Regions from separate parts of the Mus musculus genome. Here region 2 is linked to region 1. A link is a contact called in public HiChIP or PLAC-seq data. All regions are on one chromosome and are shown on one strand. Each heading gives the region's core, a stretch centred on a gene start, on an enhancer-like site or on the middle of the called end of the contact. The rest is flanking DNA. Distances are from core to core; before and after follow the strand shown. Region 1 overlaps 1700025G04Rik (RIKEN cDNA 1700025G04 gene). Region 2 holds the start of Colgalt2 (collagen beta(1-O)galactosyltransferase 2).

Region 1 (4,249 bases), core at 1,590-4,089:
AAGTGTTTCCCTTTTTGAAGTGAATATCATAAATAGTTTCCACTTCAAGCATCATGCTAACTGGTGCTATAGAAGCTTTCAGAATCACAGTGGACCACTTAGTCCAAGCTTGCCTGGGCAGCCTGCTCATTTTCCTCCTATCACAAAAACATGACCTCCTCTCATCCTTAGGTCCTAGGCTAGGACTGTTGATACGTCCTTGTCTGGATGTTTTGACGTAACAGAAAAGGGTGTGAATCTTAGCTCAGATCCTGCAGGATGCCTGACCATGACGTATTTACCTAGAGAGGTCACTGTGGTCCTCTGACAGTGTCAGGAGCCTGAAGTATTTACAGTAATTCCTCAATGAACACTTTAACAGCAGTACCCTGGCTTTCTTCTTCTGCGTGGTGAGCTCAGGTGGAGGTGCCGAATCACCTGAGCCAGCTATCCCACTTCTCTAAGGACAGACTTCCTGACTTCTCTGAAGTTGAATGTTGTAGGGAAAGATGGATAGGGTGATTAATTGCCCAAACCGTGTTCATGTTTCTGTTCTCAGAGAGACTCCTCCCCTACAGCGTGCAGGCATATCTAGCCTGTCTAAATAGTGTCGCAACTTGTCAGGACGCTCATCACCTATGCCACTTGTAGCTGCCTAATTGAGCAGAAACCCCAGCCATTCTGAATCTTTGGTGGTGTGGAGATTGAGACATGCTGGCTTCCAGTCTCTAATAATAAACCACTTAGCTCCTTAGGAAGAAGCTTTTTTCTGCATCTCTGATAATGTATTGGGTGTGTGCTAAAATCTTTTTTTATGATTTTTTCATTTTTTATTATATATTTTCTTTATTTGCATTTCAAATGTTATCCCCTTTCCTAGTTTCCCGTCCAAAAATCCCCCTATCCCCTTCCACCTCCCCCTGCTGCCCAACCCACCTACTCCCATTCCTGGTCCTGGCATTCCCCTGGCATTCCCCTGGACGCTCATCCCCTATGCCACTTGCAGCTGCCTAATTGAGCAGAAACCCCAGCCATTCTGGATCTTTGGTGGTGTGGAGATTGAGACATGCTGGCTTCCAGTCTCTAATAATAAACCACTTAGCTCCTTAGGAAGAAGTTTTTTTCTGCATCTCTGATAATGTATTGGGGTATAGAGCCTTCACAGGACCAAGGGCCTCTCCCCCCATTGATGACCGACTAGGCCATCCTCTGCTACATATACTACCAATCAAAGAAAACACATGGTGGAACTTGTGGCTCCAGCTAAGATCTTTTAAGATGAAAGGAGCCCGAGTCAGGGCGACTGGACTGGATGGCATTTCCCCCATTGGTTGAACACAATCGTCTAAGGACTTAGGAAAATCAGAGCTTTCCTACTTCATTGCGATCACATTCCTTGATAAAAGTTTTAGCCACTCAACCAAGAAGTACACATGGGCTGGTCCAAGGCCCCTGACACATATGTGGCAGAGAACTACCTTCTTTGGCCTCCATGGAAGAGGATGCACCTACTCCTGTAGAGCTTTGATGCTCCAGGGAAAGGGACTGTAGGGGGGAGGGTGCACCCTCTCAGAAGTGAAGAGGGAGAGGGTACAGAACTCTGGGAGGGGATACCAGGAGGGGGGAAACATTTGGGATGTAAATAAATAAATAAGAAAAACAATGTTAAAAAAAAAGTTTTGGCCAAATCTTTTCAAAATCTACTGCATCAACTTTGGGGATGGGAGGTTGAGAGGAGGTCTGAGCTAGTGCAGGGTAGACTAAAATTTGCTCTGTAGCCAGCATTTGCCTTGAACGCCTGATCTTCTTGCCTCTGCCTCCCAAGTACGGAGTTCATAGGCATGTGCCACTAGGCCTGGCTTATGTGGATTCCTTTGATCTTGGTAATTCACCTGTAGGCCTTATTATGTGTGGTATATTAGTTACTTGTTACTCTGTTAGGAGTTGCCATGGAAATTTAGCATAAAACAAGTACTTATTTCCTGTCATCGTTTCTGAGCTCAGGATCAGGGCAATTAGGTTCAAGTTCATGGTATTTCATGGGATTGCACTCGGCCAAGTGTCTAAGATACAAGTAGGGCTAGAGGATTCTATTCTAAGTTCCCTCATGGCTGTGTGGATGCTGCAACACCAACCTGTATGTGCTCATAGTAAAGCTGCTGGCTTCTGCCAGAGCATAATCCCAGAGGCAGAGCCTGCAAGCAAGAGAGCCCCCTGAGAGGGAAGCCTCCACCTTTCATTATCTCGGAGGTGGCTTGCCCACATTTCTACAACACATCATTGGTGACATAGGCCAGGCGATGAGAAGAGACTGCCCAAAGGTGTGACCTCTGGAGATTGGAATTTCAGGAGGACACTTGGAGATTTCAAGATCTCAACACAAGCCCCAGGGAAGCGCCACCAAGCCACATGGTCACCAGCCCATGAAATGATGGTGAATTATATTGTAGGCTCTGTTGCAACCTGTTAAGATCTGTGTATGCAGATACGAAAATATCTAAATTATACTAGTAAATAAAGAATTATGATAGGAAGTGATATATCACTGCCTGAATTTTACGTAAATTTTAAAATAGGTTCGCATGCAATCTGGTATGCTATTCTTTTAAGAATGGAAAACTGTTACCAGCAACTGGATCTTCCATCTCTTCCTTTCCCTGGTGAGGAGTTTTTAGAGCTTTGAAATTGAGGCAGCTCCCTCTGTAGGGATGGCTTATCCCCCTGTCTACTCTGAGCACTTGGGTCCTTCCCCCCCCCCCCCCCCCCGACACAGTTCTCTCCTGCTCCAGACTGAGGCCTGCAGGCAGATATGCTGAGGCTGTAACCATTCCCCCACCAGCCTCGGCTTCTCCTTGGCAGTGTGCCACTCAGTTTGCAGCCTGCATGACAGAGGAGCTCTGCCTTTATGTCCTCAGATAACTGGGCAGGAACTCTGGTCTCAACTCGTGTCCCCAGATGCCTCATCTATCTAGAGTCTCCTGAGTCACTGGAACTCTGTCTCGTTGGGCTCTGTCTCAGCTTGGGCACGCCGTCTAAAAGCCCCTTCAGCTCCAAGCTGGCGTTGAGGGACAGCCAGCCTGACTCTGCAGTTTTCTAGAAGCAGCATGTTTCCTTCCAGCCCTAGAGGGAAATGTTTGAATGAAAATTCTTCAGATTATGAACGGATAGATGCATCTGTTGGTCTGCCAGGTTCTCCTCACTGTCTGTGGGGTCCTCACTCAGTGGTGCGTATGTAAATCTAGGCATTTCCTTCGTGCTCCTTGTTGAGTATTTCTTTCAATAGAACGTCTCCATGGCCATCCTTTTCAGTAATGCATTCCTTAAATACACTCTTTAGCATTTTCTTTAACAGTGGCAGAGGTAATGACCAAAAAGCCTAGTTCCTGCTGTGGTGGCTCTTGGCTCTCCAGTAGGAAAGCCTGATGCTTTTCAGCTAACTATAAATGACTACCCAGCCCCTTAAGTGCTGGGAATGGAAAGGCTTGTTCTATATGCAAAGCTAGACCTGCAGGATCAATGCAAGATTATGTATTGCCTTTGTACAAATTAGGAAGGAAAATCTCCTCCGTGTGGACAAATTGCAAGGCAGCCTCCAGGTGTGTGCAGACTTGCTGGCAGAGTCTGGCAGGTTGCTGGCCCTTTTTCTAGTTCTCACAAAGACTTTCTTTTCTCCAGTTGGACACAGCCCAGTCCCAGCACTCGTATCTTAGCCTCTGCTTTAATGACAGCTTGTCCAGTTGATGGCCTAGCCCAGGTTCTGGGCACTGGCTGACCTGGAGGATCAGTGTAAGCCTACAAGGATCTCAGGATGAATTGCTAATAACTATAGCCCTTTAGGCAAAGGAAACTATACATCAGGAGTCAACAAAGTTGGGCCAGGGAGAGAGGTCACATTAGAGTGTTGCTGAATAAGCAGAAGGTCCTAAGTTGGGAGCCCCCAGACCGACATGAAAAGCCAAGTGCAGCAGGCAGTGTCTACAGTCCCAGTCCTAGGGAGGTGGGAACAGCAGGTAGCTTGCTCTTTGTTTTCCATCTAGCTCACTTCATGAGCTCCAGTTATAGTAAGAGACCCTGATATCAAAAGATAAGGTGGAGAATGATTGGAGACTCAGTGCATGTTTGTACAAGCATATGCCTAAACACACACATACACACACACACACACACACACACACACACACACACACGCAGGCCACCAAAGTAGGAGAAACCTTGAGCTCTTCCAGGAACTAAGTTTAGAGAAAAGCAAAGGAGGAAAAGATCTGGTTAG
Region 2 (4,048 bases), core at 463-2,962, 450 kb before region 1:
TTCTTTTGCAAAGAAAGCGAGACGAAACTTGAGATTTGAAATGCTTCTGGCATGGAAATGGTTAAAACACACACACACACACACACACACACACACAGAGCGCAAATCTGGCTTACCAACGTTCCCACTTTCTTTGCACATAACATGCTCTTCTCCGTGGGAGCAGTCACGTATGGCAGGGTGTATAGGGAAGCAGTGAGCCCACAGAGCTGTACTGTGCCTCTTGTTTGCTTTCGCGCCTCAGTACCTCTGCTACCAGGCACTGTTAGGCTGCCAATTAGCTCCCTGCCTCCTCTCTCCCCACCTCTGCTTTAGGATATGTCTTGTCTGGGGATAGCTCCTTTCAAAAAACATTCCAGGATGGCTCTAGCTTTTAATCTCAGGAATAAGGGAGGATTGCCTAACAATCGGACAGCTTGTCTTCCCTGGCCAGATTTTACTTTCTCTGCAGACCATCTAGAGCTTGCCTGCCCGACTCCACCACGAATGCTTGGATTTAAAGGTGTGGAACTGGATGGACTGAGGTCTACGGGAGGAAGGGACAGACTTCCATTGATTCCCTGTCCTGATCCACAGCAAACACAAAGGGACCAAGCATAGAATTCTTTAGCCTGAAGACAAAACTTGACTGTTTATCCTCCCAATGATGGCTCCAATGGCCCATCATAGACCCTAGGGCACCTCAGTACAGTTTGCATCTGCAGTGGGAACGTGTCTCAGGAGGCTGAACAGGCAGGGACCTTCTGGAGCTCCCAAGAAAAGACCAGCCCACAGTGTGGTGTGATTGGAAAGACTCCAAACAAAGTTTCAAAATCTCCATCCCTGAGTTCAGATAACCCAGGGGAGGACCAGAAGCCGAGTTACTCAGAGAGCAGACTCCTAGCACCTGCAAGTCCGGGTGACTCACTCTCCATCTCCCAAGTCTCTGTGGACCCCTTTCCTGCCTTAGTTAATTAAGTTCTGTGTCTCGCATCTGGAGAAGACACTCTCTCCCAGTAGAAACCAGGAAGAGGAGGGGGATGAGGAAAGTCAAGGTCTCCAGATTCTCGTCCATAGGTTTTCTCATCTCCCTCCCGGCCCCACCACTCTCTCAGTCCAGGACCCACGCGGGCAGCAAGGGAGTGTGCGCAGCAAGCTGCCCTCATCTTCCCCGCGGTGGCCCAGGACCCCTACCCGCTCACCAGATAGCCATCCTGCTCTTGGGGTAGTCCAGCCGTTCCAGGCAGCCGAGGAAGTAAGGCAGCGTATGCGCAGCGTTGCGGGCGAGAACGACCACGAACACCGTGGGTTTCTGCGGGGGCGACTCGGGGAACGCCACCGTTTCCTCTCCGTCCTCATCCGAGTCGGGCTCGGCGGCGAAGCGCGCCCGGCAGCCGAGGCGGAGCAGGGCGGAGGACAGCAGGAACAGCGCGCAGGCGACAGTGGCGAGGCGCGCAGCCATGTTCCGTAGCCGGCGGGAGGCGGCGATGCTGCCAGCGGCGCCGGGGATGCGGCTGCCCCGGGACGGCGGGAGCGTGCACCGGCACTGATTTCTGAGGCTCGCAGGACCCGCCGCCGACCAGCCTTGACCTGAGTCCCCTGTGCACCGACTCCCTGCCACCCGCGCTTGCCCCGCGCTCCGCCCTGCAGACAGGTCGACTCCGGGAGGCTGATCTTCCCGAGTTCCAGGGAAAGTTCCCCTAGTCCAGGCTGCGCTTGTACAGCTGAGGTCTGCGGCTTCCTCCAGAGCTGTGAGGTGTGGCCCTGTCTGCCAATGGGAGAGTGTGTGTGTGTGTGTGTGTGTGTGTGTGTGTGTGTGTGTGTGTGTGTATACATAACGGTACAACCCCAAGAAAATTTATTCTGCTTTTTCTAACCGCAGTCTGAAGTTCTTCACAGTGACGCGATGTATCCAGGGCTTTATAATGCACCTATTGACAGATTAGAGTTCTAAAACTGGAGGTCTCCTCAACCACCCAGGACTGTGAGAAACAATGTTATAACATCTACAGAGGCAGAATGCTTGTATTCCATAGACATACAACTTCTGAAAAATTGAAGACTTGGAGAATTTTAGACCTCAAATCAGAACCCTGAAAATAATAGCTCCGAATGGATCACTCTTCTGGAGCCTCTTTTCTTTTCTTTTCTTTTCTTTTCTTTTCTTTTCTTTTCTTTTCTTTTCTTTTCTTTTCTTTTCTTTTCTTTCTTTTCTCTTCTCTTCTCTTCTCTTCTTGTCTTTTCTTTCTCCCTCCCTCCCTTCCTCTCTCTCTCTCTCTCTCTCTCTCTCTCTCTCTCTCTCTACCTCCCTCCCTCCCTCCCTCCCTCTCCCTCTCCCTCTCTCTCTCTCTCCTTTCTTTTTTTCTTCCCAAGAAAGGTTGCAGTAAGAACTTTATCTCTCAAGTCCAAGGAGCACCTTCCTAAGTGAGGAGATGAAAAGGAAGATTCACATGCCCCCCCCCCCCCCTTAATCACGCAAACTGACAAAGAGTGGGAAGATCAGCACAAGTCAAAGAGAAGAGAGAGAATGAAGGCCAGAAGACAGGGCCAAGGTAGAACACAAAACACAATCATTTGACAAAATGTTTAAGCAGCTGGAATACTCAGCTAGAGGTTATTTACTTTGAAGATAACACAGGGACCAGAGTAAACTGTGGCATGAAATCCACAGCCTTTACCCTGTGTGCAGGCTGAACTAGGGGCCCTGCAAGTTCATGACCTTCACTGCCAGGCCAACCAGCCCCAGCTCTGACACACTGTCTTTTACTGTGTTGTCCCTTCTCCATAACTGTTGGAAGGCCTCAACTTGCTCTTCTCTGCTCTCCAAACCTTCAACTGGTCCATTTGTAGCAACTCTCTTCTCTCATCCTAAAACTTAGACCATTCTCACGTCCTTCAAACAAACAAACACTTTTTATAAGCATCAGTAGACATTGTGGCCAGGCTCCCCATTCCAACACTAAGGAGGTAGAGACAGGAATCAGGGGTTCAAGGTAACCTTAGCTACCTACATGTCACAATGTCATGTAACCTGGGCTATGTAAAACCCTGCTTCTGAAACAAAATTAACAACCTTTGTCTCCTAGTGACACTCTGTTGGTCAAGCTCCATGAAAGGAGTCAATACTGCCTTCCTCTCTTTCTTAATCTCCCTTTGCTCCTGTCATAGCAAAAGGTGACTTCGTCCAGTTCTTTCCCCTGGAAATATTCTGGCAAAGTCCACAGAGACTTTGGTATTTACAAAAGTAGTGAGATCTTTTTTTTTTTTTTTTTGTCAGCTTTCCAGGCCTCTGTCATGTAAGCTCCACTCCTTGACTTCTTCAAGTTCTGCTTGTTTACAAGTTCCTTCCTCTCTTAGTTGCTGTACAGAGACATTACAACCAACACAATACTTACAGAAGAAAACATTTAATTATTTACAGGGGCCTTGCTTACAGTTTCAGAGGTTTAATTAATATCATCACCGTGGGAGCATGGTAGCAGGCACCAGATGATGCTGGAGAAGCAACTGAGAGCTATACCCTAATCCACAGGCAGAGAAAGAGAGCTCGGCTCATCCCCAGGGACACACTTCGTCCAACAAAGCCACACCTCCCAGTCCTTCTGTTCCTTTTAAACAGTTCCATTTCCTGGTGACTAAGTATTTAAATATATTGGTTTATGAGGACCATTCTTATTTAAACAACTGAATTCCACTCCCTGTCTCCCATAGACTTGATGCCTCATCATAAGGCAATATGCATTTAGTCCAACCTCAGAAGCCCCCACAGTCTTTTACAATCTCAACAGCATTTAAAAGTGCAAAGTTAGAAATCTTTTCTGAGACTTGAGGCACTCTCTTACTTGTAGCACCATGCAAAATCAAAATAAAAAAAGCAGATCACATACTTCCAACATACAGAAACACATACACACACACACACACACACACACAGAACATAATGAAGAAATATTGGACCAGAACAAGACCTAAAACCAGCGGAACAAACTCCAAATTCTGCCTCTCCACGTCTGATATCAAAGCGCTCTTCAAATCTCCAAACTCTTATAGCTTTGTTGACTGAAACATT

What was found. HiChIP or PLAC-seq counts read pairs in DNA pulled down with a chosen protein or histone mark.
Region 2: an H3K27ac HiChIP or PLAC-seq map of microglia shows a contact between it and region 1, with 5 times the contacts expected there. The contact joins the promoter of Colgalt2 here to the enhancer-like site in region 1. A contact is called at or near these places in 1 of 39 promoter capture datasets (cranial neural crest), 2 of 115 datasets of contacts at active chromatin or transcription factors (embryonic hindbrain and microglia) and 1 of 9 other capture datasets (macrophages).

What each region holds. Positions count from the first base shown.
Region 1 is chr1:151,952,416-151,956,664 of GRCm38.p6, reverse strand. All of the region lies in intron 3 of 1700025G04Rik (RIKEN cDNA 1700025G04 gene), which reads left to right. Among named protein-coding and RNA genes, the nearest start is that of 1700025G04Rik, 140 kb to the left of the region's middle. Within about 2 kb of position 2,839, at least 79 of the 459 cell types and tissues checked have an H3K27ac peak or open chromatin away from gene starts, as enhancers often do. A contact at or near this core is called in microglia, where this site is marked.
Region 2 is chr1:152,397,531-152,401,578 of GRCm38.p6, reverse strand. Colgalt2 (collagen beta(1-O)galactosyltransferase 2) reads right to left here and starts at 1,712. Exons shown (of 12, transcript NM_177756.4): 1 at 1,182-1,712. The coding sequence starts at 1,441.